Regions from separate parts of the Sus scrofa genome. Here region 2 is linked to region 1. The links are chromatin contacts, called in public Hi-C maps. All regions are on one chromosome and are shown on one strand. The core of a region is the stretch at or near the end of the contact, and the rest is flanking DNA. Distances in the headings are between cores, read along the strand shown. Region 1 has its middle 43 kb from the start of IL1RL2. Region 2 overlaps IL1R1 (interleukin-1 receptor type 1).

Region 1 (7,108 bases), core at 2,230-4,729:
CCTTTTCTCGGGGGCTGGTGCTGTTTGGTGCTGCTCTGCGGAAGTGTAGCCCCTCCAAAGGGCAAGCAGGCCTGTGCAGGGACAGCCCCTGTGGTGGTAGGCTTCAGGCAATTGTTGAGGCCAGCCCTCCTGGATGGCAGGCAGCCCCAGGTCCGGTGAGAGCATAGGGGGTGATGGGGGTGGGGGGAGGGGATGCACTGGGAAGCACAGCTTTCAGCTAGCTAGCGGGCCTGTAAGCTTGCTGTGGTGTGGGGGGTATTCTATGGGGACCCACCCCTTCTTCTCTCCCCTCCCCAGCACGGGCACAGACCAGGCTCTTCTCCCAGGTTCCCTCTGATGCAGCTTTCCACTTCCCCGCTCCTAGAGAATTGTTCCCTTCCTCTGCGACAGCTTTGTTTTCTAGTCTCCCAGGCAGTCTCTGCCCCATCAAATGGTTTCTAGACCTCCCAAGCAGTTTCCGCTCTGCCCCGACCCCCCAGCCCGGGGACTAACCTCTGGAGCCGAGGTCTTGGTGCCCAGCCCCCACCCAGGTGGCGTCCCCCAGCCCTTTCTCGGGGAATAACTTTCGGGGCGAGGTCTCGGTGCCCAGCCCCCACCCAGGCGTCCCCCGGCCCTTTCCCGGGGACTAACCTCTGGACCCGAGGATTTGGTGCCCAGCCCCCACCCAGGCGTCTCGATTTTTGGTGACTGTGCCCGTAGTTCAGATGGTCCATTGGGTTCTTGATCGGCTTTTCCGTACTCCAACTTACTGCTACACTCTTCTCTGCATCTGGAGATTCCTCCGGTTCGTTTGATCTTTCCCTCGGTAGGTGACTTTCCAGGGTGCAGGATCCCTTTCTCCTCCGCAGTTCCCTTTCGGGAGTGCCCATCCCGCTCGGATTCACCTTCTCTCACTCTCCTCTTTTCTCCCGTTCTGCCCAATAATGTCACGAACTTCTTGCCATTATTGGAGTTTAGGTTCCTCTGCCAGCGATTGGTTGCTGTTCTGTGTGAGTCATTTATTCTGTAGATGTGCTTTTTTTGTTGTGTTTGTGGGAGAGGGCGAGCGTGTCCCCCTACTCCTCCGCCATCTTGTCCTCTCTCCCACTCTTTATTTTGTTTAGTATTTGCTCTTTAAAATTTTTTAAATTATGATAAAAAAATATATATAATGCAAAGTTCACTATCTCAACCCTATTTAAGTGTATAGTTGGGTGGCATTAAGTACATTCATACTGTTGTAAAACCATTACCACCATTCAGTTCCAGAACTTTTTTTTTTCTTTTTATGACTGCATCTGCAGGTTATAGAAGTTCCCAGGTCGAATTGGAGCTGCAGCTGCAGGCCTACACCACAGCCACAGCACAGAGGATCCGAGCCGCACCTGTGACCTATGCTGTAGCTTGTGACAATGGCAGATCCTTAACCCCCTGAGCAAGGCCAGGGATCGAACTTGCATCCTCATGGAGACTATGTCAGGTTTCCAACCTGCTGAGCTAAAACAGGAACTCCCAGGTTACTGGCCTCACTTGCTTCTTGGTGGTGAAAGGAGTTTTGAAGCCTGGTCATGGGAGGCTGGTGCAAGGAACAACCTTCAGCTGTACTCACTCTGCCATGCAGCATCTCAGGCAAGACAAGTATTTGAAGGAAGTACCTGAAATGGGAAGACCCAATCAACAAAGCCATCCCCTTCCTGGGCTCCGGGAGACAGTGGACCCCTCCCCGCAGCCTCAAACTAGGCCTACCACCTCTCAGGCCATGATCCTTTTTCCCTTGGACACTCAGCAGCTCTGATTCCAAACAACCCGTCAGGGTCCTGAGGTTGCTCACATCCTCTGTCTCTTTCATCCTAACACTCCCAAAATGAGACTTGACAGTTTTCCCTGAGGACTGTGTTTCCCTTTGAGCCTTTCAATTTCTGCAGCAGAGACTCAGAGGCACCTTCTGTCTGGGGAGATGGTGAGAGGAAAGGACTTGAAGCAGCATTTGTATAGGAATCCCTTTAAGACAGGGAGTTCCTGCTATGGCTCATTGGTTAAGGATGCAGTCTTGCTGCAGCTGCAGCTCAGATTCAATCCTTGGCCCAGGAACTTCCATATGCTGTGGGTGTGGGTGGAAAAAAAAAGACAAAAAAAAAAAAAAAAAGGAGCGACACCATGAATTATCCATGTTAGAGGAATGAGCTGGTTCCCAAAGGAGACTTGAGGAAAGGAGTGCTGGAACTCCTCCACCCCGAGGGTCCTCCATGCCATCCACACTACAGTCCTCACAAAGTACATTTCTACTAGGCTGTAAGCATCTTTAATATTTGATCTCAGGAGTTCCTGTCTTGGCTCAGCGGAAACGAATCTGACTAGGATCCATGAGGACACAGGTTCGATCCCTAGCCTCGCTCAGTGGGTTAATGATCAGTGTTGCCATGAGCTGTGGTGTAGATCACAGACATGACTTGGATCTGGCATTGCTGTGGCTCTGGCATAGGCTGGCAGATACAGCTCTGATTCAACCCCTAGCCTGGGAACCTCCATATGCCACAGGTGCAGCCCTAAAAAGACAAAGAAAAAATTGATCTCAGCCACTTAACACATAACTAAGCTACTAAAATCAGGATATGTAAACCTCATGAAATAGGTGCCATTCTGAATACCCAAGGATTCCCATCTCATTCTCAACTTTTTTACTAGGAGATTCAGCACTTTCTTTCTTAATGTCCACTAACTAGTTATCAATGGAATAATAGGGATGCAAGTAATTGAATTAACAAGTAATTGTTAAAATTGTTAAAAAAAAAAAAGACAAGTAATTGAATTAACCTGACTTTGCCACTGCTTGGGTGGGGAGGTGAGGTCTGAGAGTACTCATCTGTCGGCTAACATAGGCTTATGTCCAAACCTGCACAAGAAAGAAGGTTTGGGGGAGAGAGTGGGATGGATGGAGAGTTTGGGGTTAGTAGATACTAACGCTAACATTTAGAACAGATGAGCAATGAGGTCCTATCGTACAGCACAAGGAACTATATCCAGTATCTTGGGAGAGAACATGATGGAAGATAATATAAGAAAGGGAATGTGTGTGTGTGTGTGTGTATGACTGGGTTCCTTTGGTATACAGCAGAAATTGGCACAACATTGTAAATCAATTATACTTTAATTTTAAAAGGAGGGGGTGAAGAAGGTTTAGATGCCAACGGAAATGGACAAACTGTGGCTGAAGGCCTCTACTGATGTGCTCTTGTTCCAGCAGCTGAGCTTAGTGAGATAAATGAGGCCTCGTCTCCTCCTTGGGTGTTGGCCCAGAGCTCCTGGGTTAACCTGAGGGGACAGGGTGGAGCTTGGATGTAGGGGTGAGAGTGAATGGCTCAGAGTGAAGATGAAATGCAGGTGTTGTGCCTCTCAGTCACCTTTTGGTGACTGAGGCAGCCACAAAACCCACATCCCCAGTCTCTCCCCTCAGACATGGGAGTCTGCCCTGAGAAAGGGCAGGGCAAAAGGCTGAGTCATCTCAAGTTAAGGGTCCAGGGAGGGTTGGTCTTTTCCTGAAAGATCAATTGAGCTGAACACACAAGCGTGCAAGTACTTGGCACGCAGCATCTTCCAACAAGGGGCTCTCTGAACCACGTGGGGAGTGGAATCCACCCCCGTCCCTCGGTGCTTCGAGCCCCACCCCCGCCCCAAGCCCCACGTGACTCAGAGGGTTTCCTGCCATGTCCCACGCTGCTGACCTTTCCTTAGCCCTCCATCTGCTTCACGTTTATAAAATTTCCTTCAACACATGCTTCTTTGGTTGATTTATCCAGGGCTGTGTCTGGAAAGTTAAGTAACAAATTCCTCTCTGGTGTCCTTCTTAGAATAGAGACTGTTCTATAGATGACAAATGCATGACATCTGGAATAAGTGACGGGGGTGACCTGGGCTTTGAGAGCTGCAGGACTTGGGACCTGAACTGTTGGAAACCACAGGTCTCAAACAATGTTCTGGGGGCCCCTGATGGATGGAAACTCTGAGCGCACCCATCCCTCTCGCCTCCTAAACCCAGGTAGCTTCTAAGGGATGTAACCCTTTAGCCACTAGTCCTAACAAAACTGAACCATAGTCGTCCTCCCCCTCCCCTTCCCTCCCCCTCTCCCTCCCCCTCCCTCCTGCTCCACCTCCCCCCTCCCCCTCCAGGAAGTGGAAATTAGACCTTGTAGTCCTGGCTCTGCTCCTCCCAAGTCACCTCTCCCCAGAGCCTTTCTACTCCTTCTTGTTCTTCTCCTCCTCCTCCTTCTTAACTGAAATCCTCAAAATCAAGAAAGCCAGTACCATGTCCTCCTTGAATTTTTTTTTTTTTATTTTTATTTTTTTGCTTTTTATGGCTGCACCTGCAGCACATAGAAGGTCCCAAGCTAGGTGTGTAATCAGAGCTACAGCTGCCGCTCACAGTTCTCAGCAATGCCAGATCCTTATCCTGCTGAGTGAGGCCAGGGATCAAACCGAGTCCTTGTGGATCTTAGTCGGGTTCATTAACCTCTGAGCCACAAAGGGAATGCTTGCTCCTTGAATTGTAAAGGAAAATGTGGAATCTATAACCTGTACAAAGCCAATCCATTTAAGTAGGTTTTTCAGTAAAGCGTCTGTTTCGCTTTGCTTTGTCTTGTCTATTTTGTCTTTTCAGGGCTGCACCTGAGGCATATGGAGGTTCCCAGGCTGCGGGTCTAATTGGAGCTATAGCTACAAGCCTACACCACAGCCACAGCCACAGCCACGCCAGATCTAAGCCATGCCTGTGACCTACACCACAGCTCACGGCAATGCTGGACCTTTAACCCACTGAGTGAAGCCAGGGATGGAACCCACAATCTCATGGTTCCTAGTTGGATTCGTTTTCACTGCACCACAATGGGAACTCCCTATTTTTTTAAATTTTAAATATTTTCTCTTTTTTCTTTCTTTAAATTATTGTTGATTTGGCATGTTGTGTCAATTTCTGCTGTATAGCAAAGTGACCCAGTCATACATATTTATCAATATTTTTCTAAATAATCTGTAGGTTTGAGTCTATCATTGACTAAAACTCTGAAAAACACACAATTAGCTTTTTGCTACCTTGGCAGGACAAGCTGCTTGAATATGGCAATGAGCAGTGTTATTTTTCCTGCCCTTTGGACTGTTTCAGGGAGGGTTTACATTTTCAGCTGACTTTCTCAGAGGCTCTTTTATTCCAGACAGTTGCCACTGCCCACCTTTGATGCTCTGATTTGATCACCCTTGACTTATTCCTAGAAGCACACCCAGCATTTATCTGCAACCACCACAAAGATTTTACCAAAGCAGACAGGATAGCAAAGAGACTGGAATCTGCAGGAAGACACCGTCAGAGGATCAGGCTTCAAGGTGGAGCTTTTCTTGTCTTTACAGGAGGGTGCCCAGCCCCCGCCTCCCACCCCCTCACAAGAACAGAATCTTTTCTGATTTCAGACCTGGCATGGGGCCAAGGGGGGGCAAGCATGCACTCACACTGGCTTAAACAGGTGGCACTAAATGTTTTGCTGGACGGATCATGCTCTCTTTGGCTTTGTCTCCTCATCTCTGCCTGCCTCCAATTTCCTGCTGCAGGTGGGGCTGGGGCCATTCTGGAGATGCAGCTGAGCTCAGACACAGAGGAGAGCCAGGTGGAGGAAGAGCTACGGGCATGGCCGTGGGTTTTGGTGGGTGAGAAGTCTCTGCCTGAATAGGCGTGCCCTTGCCCTCTCTGGCCACATGAAAACATGAAACTGTAGCCATTGAAAATATTAGCCATCCATGACATAAATTTCATTCCCAAATTTTAAAAATACATCATAGTTTTAATTTGTTGAGCACTCGTGAACATCACAAAAATTATCTTTGACTCATCTAGAAAATAAAAACCTGGGTCTACTACAAGTAACTGGTATGTCACCATTTAGATATTTTCACCTTAAGTACCTACGCTGGTGGTGGTGTCAACTGAAAAACTGGCAAAACCCAAAGTGTGATTCTAGAAAAATGTGAGGATACTGTGCAAAAGCTTTTATCACCCCTTGCATGGTGGATGTATTATTTCTTAATCTGAGTCACTGGCATCTATTGTTTTATTTGATTTATTCCTGTTGTCCCTGAACTCACCTGGAGAACCCTGGAGGTCCAAGATGTATATGGTGATGCTGTGGTCCCCACAGCCCCTCTGACGTGCATTTCCCTGATTTCCCTCCCTTCTCAGTGGTGTTATCAGAGGATTTATTTGCCTTCCCCCAGCAACCACCTTCACCACTACCACCGCTACTCCAATTCGCATCTTTCTGGAGAACAGAAAGATTTATAAGGACCGAGGCTTGGGCTGGGGTTGAGTGATTTTTTTCAAAACATTAAACATAGTCAGCTCCCAGACCAAGCCCCGTGCAGGACACAGCAGGGCTGCAGAGCCTAGATTCCCAGGATTTGGCTGAAGGAAGACAATTGTTTACCAACAGCTTTCATAGATTTTAAACTGAGAATTATGGAATTAAATATATTTTATATTCAAGTTTTTGTTTTGGCTCCATGGGTTAAGAACCCAACTAGTATCCATGAGGATGCAGGTTCAATCCCTGGCCTTGCTCAGTGGGTTAAGGATCTGGCATTGTCTCAAGCTGCTGCATAAGTCACAGAGGAAGCTTGGATTGCTGTGGCCGTGATGTAGGCCAGCAGCTGTAGTTCCAATTCATCCCCTAGCCCAGGAACTTCCATATGCTGCAGGAGCAGCCCTGAAAAGAAATACATATATATATATTTCTTAAAAATATTTATAAAATAATATATATATAATATTTACACATATTTATTAAAGTATTTATATATAAATATATTTTACATTGCAACTCAGTAAACACAAACAGTGAAAACAAGATTCAGTTCTGTCGTTGGTTCTATTCTCTTCTGTCTAGTCTTGCTCAATTTTTTTCACAGTGTGGGTCCCAGTCCCTTGATTGTTTAAAGACAGACTTACTGTTTCCAAAGCAGACAAACCCAGCTGTCTGAGCTCCAGCTCCCCAGCCAGCCGGGTACCACTCCATCATGATAATCTGCTTTCTTCAATCAACAGGCTTCATCACGAAGATATTTTGGCTCCTCTTGGATGACCTAATTGCTG
Region 2 (6,444 bases), core at 1,320-3,819, 280 kb before region 1:
TATCTCTTGGAGACTTGACTTTTTTAAGAAAAATTTATAATGATTTTTATTTTTTCCATTATAGCTGGTTTACAGTCTTCTGTCAATCTTCTACTGTATAGCAAGGTGACCCATTTACACATACATGTATACATTCTTTTTTCTCACATTATCATGCTCAATCAGAAGTGACTAGATATAGTTCCAAGTACTATACAGCAGGATCCCATTGCTTATCCATTCCAAAAGGCAGTAATTTGCATCTATTAATCCCAGACTCCCAGTCCATCCTACTCCCTCCCCCTCCCCCTTGGCAACCACAAGTCTGTTCTCCAAGTCCATGAGTTTCTTTTCTGAGGAAAGGTTCAATTATGCCCTATATTAGATTCTAGATATGTGATACCATATGGTATTTGTCTTTCTCTTTCCAACTTCATTTAGTATGAGAGTCTCTAGTTCCATCCACATTGCTGCAAATGGCATTATTTCATTCTTTTTTATGGCTGAGTGGTTATCCATTGTGTATATATATCACATCTTCTTAACCCATTCATGTGTCGATATGCATTTAGGTTGTGTCCATGTCTTGGCTGTTGTGAATAGTGCTGCAATGAACATGCAGGTGCATGTGTCTTTTTCAAGGAAAGTTTTGTCCAAATATATGCCCAAGAGTGGGATTAGTGGGTCATATGGTAGTTCTATGCATAGTTTTTGAAGTTACTTCCATACTGTTTTCCATAGTGGTTATACCATTTTACATTCCCACCAACAGTGCAGGAGGGTTCCCTTTTCTCCAGACCCCATCCAGCATTTGTTATTTGTGGACTTCTTAATGATGGCTATTCTGACTGGTGTGAGGTGGTATCTTGTGGTAGTTTTGATTTGCATTTCTCTAATAATCAGGGATGTTGAGCATTTTTTCATGTGCTTGTTGGCCATCTGTACATCTTCCGTGGAAAATGTCTCTTCAGGCCTTTTGTCCTTTTTTCCATTGAGTTGTTGGCTTTTTTGCTGTTGAGTTGTATAAGTTGTTTGTATATTTTAGCGATTAAACCCTTGTCAGTTGCATCATTTGAAACTATTTTCTCTTGGAGACTTTTCTTTCCTCTTCATGATATATCCCTGTCGCCTCTAATACAAAAATCATAACTCCTCCCCCGTCCCCCCAAAAGTCTTCAGGGGAAATCACTACCCTGGAAAGATAGACTCTGAGTTTCCTGGCTGTCTGCAGCTTCTCTGTGAGGATGTGTGGATCTAGTTTAAGAAACAAGGACTCGGAGTTTCCTGATGCTACAGCGGGTTAAGGATCTGGCATTGTCACTGCAGTGGCTTAGGTTGCTGCTGTGGTGTGGGTTTGATCCCTGGCCCAGGAATTTTCACAGGCCGTGCCATGGGTGCAGCCAAAAAAACAAAACAAAAAATAGAAACAGGGACTTGTGTAAATAGAGAATTCTGAGATCTTTCCCACCATCATGTGTCTTTATAAGGAAGTTCCTTTTTGCTTCGTCTTTGAAGCTGGCATTTAGGGTCTTCATATTGACGGTGGAATAGCTGGTTGAATATTTGTAACAGGTGAAGATCATAATGACGAGCTTCATTTTAATACTGTAACCCTTTCCTCGTGCCTTTGCCCTCATTTTCTGTAGAACATATGGGTTGTGGCATCTCATGAGCTGAAGAACCTGCTTTGTGGTCCCTGCTTTTTCCAGGAACTCATCCACTGTCATGTCTTAGTTACAGGAGAATTAGTTGGAGCCTCATTCTCTGAATATTTCTCCCTTGTGTCTGATAGACTTGCAGGCCCTGTGGACTGAGGATTGGGATGAGAAGTTGTGTTACATGATGCCATCTGTGTCTTTGTGAGGCACTCAGTGAGGGGAGTGAGTTTGGGTGAGGTGGAAATGTGGAAAGTACTGTTAGGATTTCCTTCTGCATTCAAGCAGTGGGGGCTGTGCTCCTTCAGGCCCCTGGAAGAGAGAGGGGCCCTTGAATGCCGTCATCTTCCTCCCTTTGGGTTTCTGCAGAAACTTCCTTTAGAACCAGGCAAGAGCGGTCCCGCTCAGGCCCTGTGCTTTGGAGGGTTCTGCCCTGCTTCTCAGCCAGTCCCAGGCTCCTCTGAGAGCCATCAGATGGTCCAGGGACCCGGGAGCCCTGGAATTCCTGCCCAAATAGCCTGGACTGAGATTCTGGGGCCTCTTTCCTGGGTTGTCCACTGTGGACTCCACTGCCCAGGTGCCTCCCTGGTCTGCAGTGTGGCCAGCGCCATATTGGGATGTCTGTTCTCTACTTGCTCAGGGCCCCCACACTATGGCATGGAGCTGGAGGCAGGCAGGGAGGGGAGCCAGGCTTGGAGCTTACTCCAGATGCAAACTGCATGAGCCCCACTGGGCACTGCGCCCAGTGGACCCCAGATGGGACTGTGCAGCCTGGACACTGCCCGCCTAGTGCCAGCCATGTGCCTCTGCTGCCACTATCCCCAGAACTGGACCCACGCAGCACGGGCATCTTCATGGGTCCAGGGTGTCTGCTGTGGGCCACCTCCATCCTGTGCCTGGCCACTGACCTGGCACAATGAGGGGGAATTCCTCAGAAATGAGAAGGAAATTCCTCAAGGTTATAGGAAATTCCTCAAGAATAAGAGGCCCTTCATAGATGCTTTGTAGCTGCAAAGTAGGAACAAATGCCCTCCTCCCCCGCCCTGGGGGCCTGGGCCTTGAGGAAACCCCATGTGTTCTTGTGACAGCCCCTCTCTTCCCCATTTGTCTCTTTTCCTGCATCTGCACTGGCTGTGGAATTTCTTGCAGTGGCAGGAAAGTGCTGTGGGTGAAATCAGTCCTCTGGGAAGTAGGGCTTTGATAGGGGCCAATCCATTCATTGTAAATTCTTATATTGTAATTCTGTTCTTGTTGTTTAGCTCATGTTGCAATATCTCATTCTGGATCTAGTAGGAAACTGCTCTGACTCAAATTTGCATTTTCGCTTTATCTTTCATAAGCCAGTAGCTCCGTGTGTACATTCCATGCACCAAGTAGTCATATTGTGATGGACTGCTTTCCCGATGTTATCACCAAAAAGCAATGGCCCCTGTGTTTGGGGAGCTCCCAGCAGCTCACTTTTTCAGTGAGCGTCATAGAAGCCGTGTACCCTGTTTGCACACCATTGTGCACAGCCAGCTGGTGGAAGCGGGTGACAAGCCTAGACCTCTAGTTGCCCCAGGCCCCCCATGACTGTCCTGGGTCAGGCCTCAGAACCTCAGTGCACTGCTAAGCCTCTGCACGTCTGCTGGAAGTTGCTATGGAGAGGGTGGTAGCAAGTCTGGGAAATTCCTTACATAATGTAGGCATCACTGCACCGAGGTGGGAAGGGGGCCAGTGTGTCCCTGCTTGTTAATTTATTGGGGAGGTAATTGTCTTATTTTATGTGGAAAATTTATCTGAAAAATAACACTGTGGAATAAATCAGTGACTTTTTGTTGTTGATATTTTCCAAAAGGGTATTTTGAGTTTTACTACAAACCAGTTTCAGAACTTATCATGGGCATTCCTGTTGTGGCTCAGTGGGTTAAGAACCTGACTAGTATCCATTGATGTAGATTTGATCCCTGGCCCCACTCAGTGGGTTAAGGATCCAGCATTACCGTGAGCTGCAGCATAGTTGGCAGATACATCTGGGATCTGGCATGGCTGCGGCATAGGCCAGTGGCTGCAGTTCCGATTCAACCCCTAGCCTCGGAACCTCCATATGCCACAGGCATGGCTGTAAAAATTAAAAAAAAAAAAAAAAAAGAAAACAACAACAAAACTCACCATGGACTTTCCTGAGTTGCCTCTGGATAAGGGGGCGATGTTTACCCAGTATTCCTTCTGGCATTAAAGTGCTTTCCCTCAGGGCCACCTGACCCTCCAGGTGTGAGTGCCTTGTCCCATGCTTTAAGTAGCAGTCCACCTTCTCCAGTCTGAGTCTCAACTGTCTCCAGCCTCCAGTGATGGCTACCCTGAATGTCTGCTCTCTGACTCACACATGATACCCACATCCTTCCCTCCTTGGTTCTAAGTGAGTTTTGGTCTCTTTTTGATCCAGTGCAAAGATGGTGGGTGGGTGGATTCCCTCCCTCTCTTCTTCCTTCCCCTCCTGCAGTGTTTTTAGCCCTTAGCAGGTGCAGGATGAACAGAAATATGGGAGGCAGTGGGTCTGCTCTGTGCCTTTCTCCCATGACCAGGAAGGGAAGGCCAGGGACCTGGGAGTCACCCAGGGTGGCTACAGCCCTGTGTGCCAGCACAGACATCTGAGGCACCTAGTGCACAGCGCCTGGGAGAGCCTGTGTGCCTTGGCATTCTTGGCTGTGGAAGGGGAGGTGGATGTGCAGGGGTCCCTGGCAGAGGCTTTCGATCAGAATCCACTCAGAGCTGGTCTGAAGTCACAGGAGCAGCCAGCTGACTAGGAAGGACTGAATTCTGTGACAGTCCTGGGAAGCAGTGTAGAGGTGCCGCAGAGGCAAGAGGGCGCAGGGCTTACAGGTGGGCGAGGAGAGGGAACAGCCAGGGAGGTGACAGAGAAAGGGGTGGGTCCTCATCCCAGGAATCAAGAAGGAGGGGCGGTTTGTCGGCCACGTGCTGCAGAGCCATCCAAGGATGGGGTCTGGGGGAAGGTCCAGTGCTCTGAAAGGTCCAGTGCTTGGGTGTGGTGGTGGGCAATGCATTTCACAGGAGCCCAGAGAGTAGGCAGCAGAGAGCAGGCCCTTCAGCAGGGGATGTGAAATTTCTTTTGAAAAGTTTCTGGTGCAAAGAGGAAGAGGGAAAGTGAAGTGGTTAAGGGGACGTGGGTGATTGATGTCTTTTCAGGTTGCCTGGATTTTCCAAATATATCTGTGCCATGTGCCTGCCCCCTCCATTTAATTTCTCCTCAATACTGTCTGCTGCGGGATTCCCATCAGTTGCAAACACTCTGGATGTCAGGAGGGCCTTGAGTTGGGCCTGGGGATGGGAACATCTGGGAGACTTGTCTTTGATCTCCTCTCCTGTTAGGATTCACACGGATGAGCTCTGACGTCTGGATGCGATGCCCTGTACTTGCTCATAAGGACAAAGTGCATGACAAGAGTGGCACTTAGTCTACACAGAAGGTTTGGCATTTAATTAGGCAGTTTTATCCATTGGGCATCAAGAGACCTTATGCTGAGGCCTTACAGAGCTTCTCAGAGGCTTAAGGAAATGATTCAGACCTGGAAAAAAAATATTAGACTCCAAAATACTAAAAGTAAACTGCAATGTCAGGGAATGAATGGTGAAATGTCTACTGGATGGAATGGCAGGGCGATCCCAGATCAGCTTTTTGGAAGTTTATCTCAAATTACGTAATTTGGAATGCAGATGTTTTAATATGCTTGGTATAAAGGAGAATGAGGATTCAGAGAGGGTGTCTGTTCTCTTAAAGAATTTTTTTTTATTAAAGTTTACTTGATTTACAGTGTTGTGCCAATTTCTGCTGTACAGCAAAGTGACCCAGTCATACAGATATATATATTCCCTTTCTCACATTATATCCCATCAGTGGTTCATCCCAAGAGACTGATATAGCTGCCTGTGTTGTACAGTAGGATCTCATTGCCTACTCATTCTAAATGTAATAGTTTGCAGCTACTAACCCCAAACTCACAGTCCATCCCATTCCCTCCCTCTGTCCCCTTGGCAACCACAAGTCTGTTCTCCATGTCTGAGTCTGTTTCTGTTCTGTAGACAGGTTCATCTGTGCCATATTTTAGATTCCACATATAAGTGACGGCATATGGTGTTTGTATTTGTCTTACTCTTTCTGACTGACTTCACTTAGTATGAGAATCTCTAGCTGCATCTATGTTGCATTATGTCCTCCATTTTTTTTTTTTTTTTTTTTTTTGCTTTTTTAGGGCTGCACCTGAGGCATATGGAAGTTCCCAGGCTAGGGGTCAAATCAGAGCTACAGCTGCTGGCCTACGCCACAGCCACAGCCACAGCAATGCGGAATCCAAGCCGCATCTGCAACCTATACCACAGCTCCTGGCAATGCCATATCCTTAACCCACTGAGTGAGGGACCCGGGATCGAACACAGATCCTCATGGATCCTAGTCAGATTCTTTGACTGCTAAGCCATGAAGGGAACTCTTATTTCCTTCTTTTTTATGGCTAAGTGGTATTCCAAGGGTGTCTGTTCTTAAACAGGGCCTGGACATTTTCTTCCTGGCATCTGGTGCATTTCTCTGAACATTAGTCTCGAGGTGTGTTAAGAGGTGGGCTCTCCGAGGGGGTTGGACTCATTCCTATGTGCAGCAAATTACCAAGTGTGTGCATTTAATTCAAACCTACCAGGGGTTGTCAACCTCTGTTTTCTTCACCCCAGACTGATTTTTCTGAAACTGTTTTCTCAAAGGGCTGTGGAACACATGCTCTTTCAACAAGTGACTCATCTTTGTAAACTTGTTTGTTTT

The links. Hi-C and Micro-C count contacts between places; a contact is called where the count stands out from the background.
Region 2: a Hi-C map of embryonic fibroblasts shows a contact between it and region 1, with 4 times the contacts expected there. The contact joins two enhancer-like sites. A contact is called at or near these places in 4 of 47 Hi-C or Micro-C datasets (embryonic fibroblasts, epiblast stem cells, omental adipose tissue and 1 more) and 1 of 2 datasets of contacts at active chromatin or transcription factors (skeletal muscle).

The regions. Positions count from the first base shown.
Region 1 is chr3:51,965,067-51,972,174 of Sscrofa11.1, reverse strand. No RefSeq gene overlaps it. Among named protein-coding and RNA genes, the nearest start is that of IL1RL2, 43 kb to the left of the region's middle. Within about 2 kb of position 3,479, at least 6 of the 83 cell types and tissues checked have an H3K27ac peak or open chromatin away from gene starts, as enhancers often do. A contact at or near this core is called in embryonic fibroblasts and retroperitoneal adipose tissue, where this site is marked.
Region 2 is chr3:52,240,081-52,246,524 of Sscrofa11.1, reverse strand. The region is part of intron 1 of IL1R1 (interleukin-1 receptor type 1); the gene reads left to right. Among named protein-coding and RNA genes, the nearest start is that of IL1R1, 91 kb to the left of the region's middle. Within about 2 kb of position 2,569, at least 5 of the 83 cell types and tissues checked have an H3K27ac peak or open chromatin away from gene starts, as enhancers often do. A contact at or near this core is called in embryonic fibroblasts and retroperitoneal adipose tissue, where this site is marked.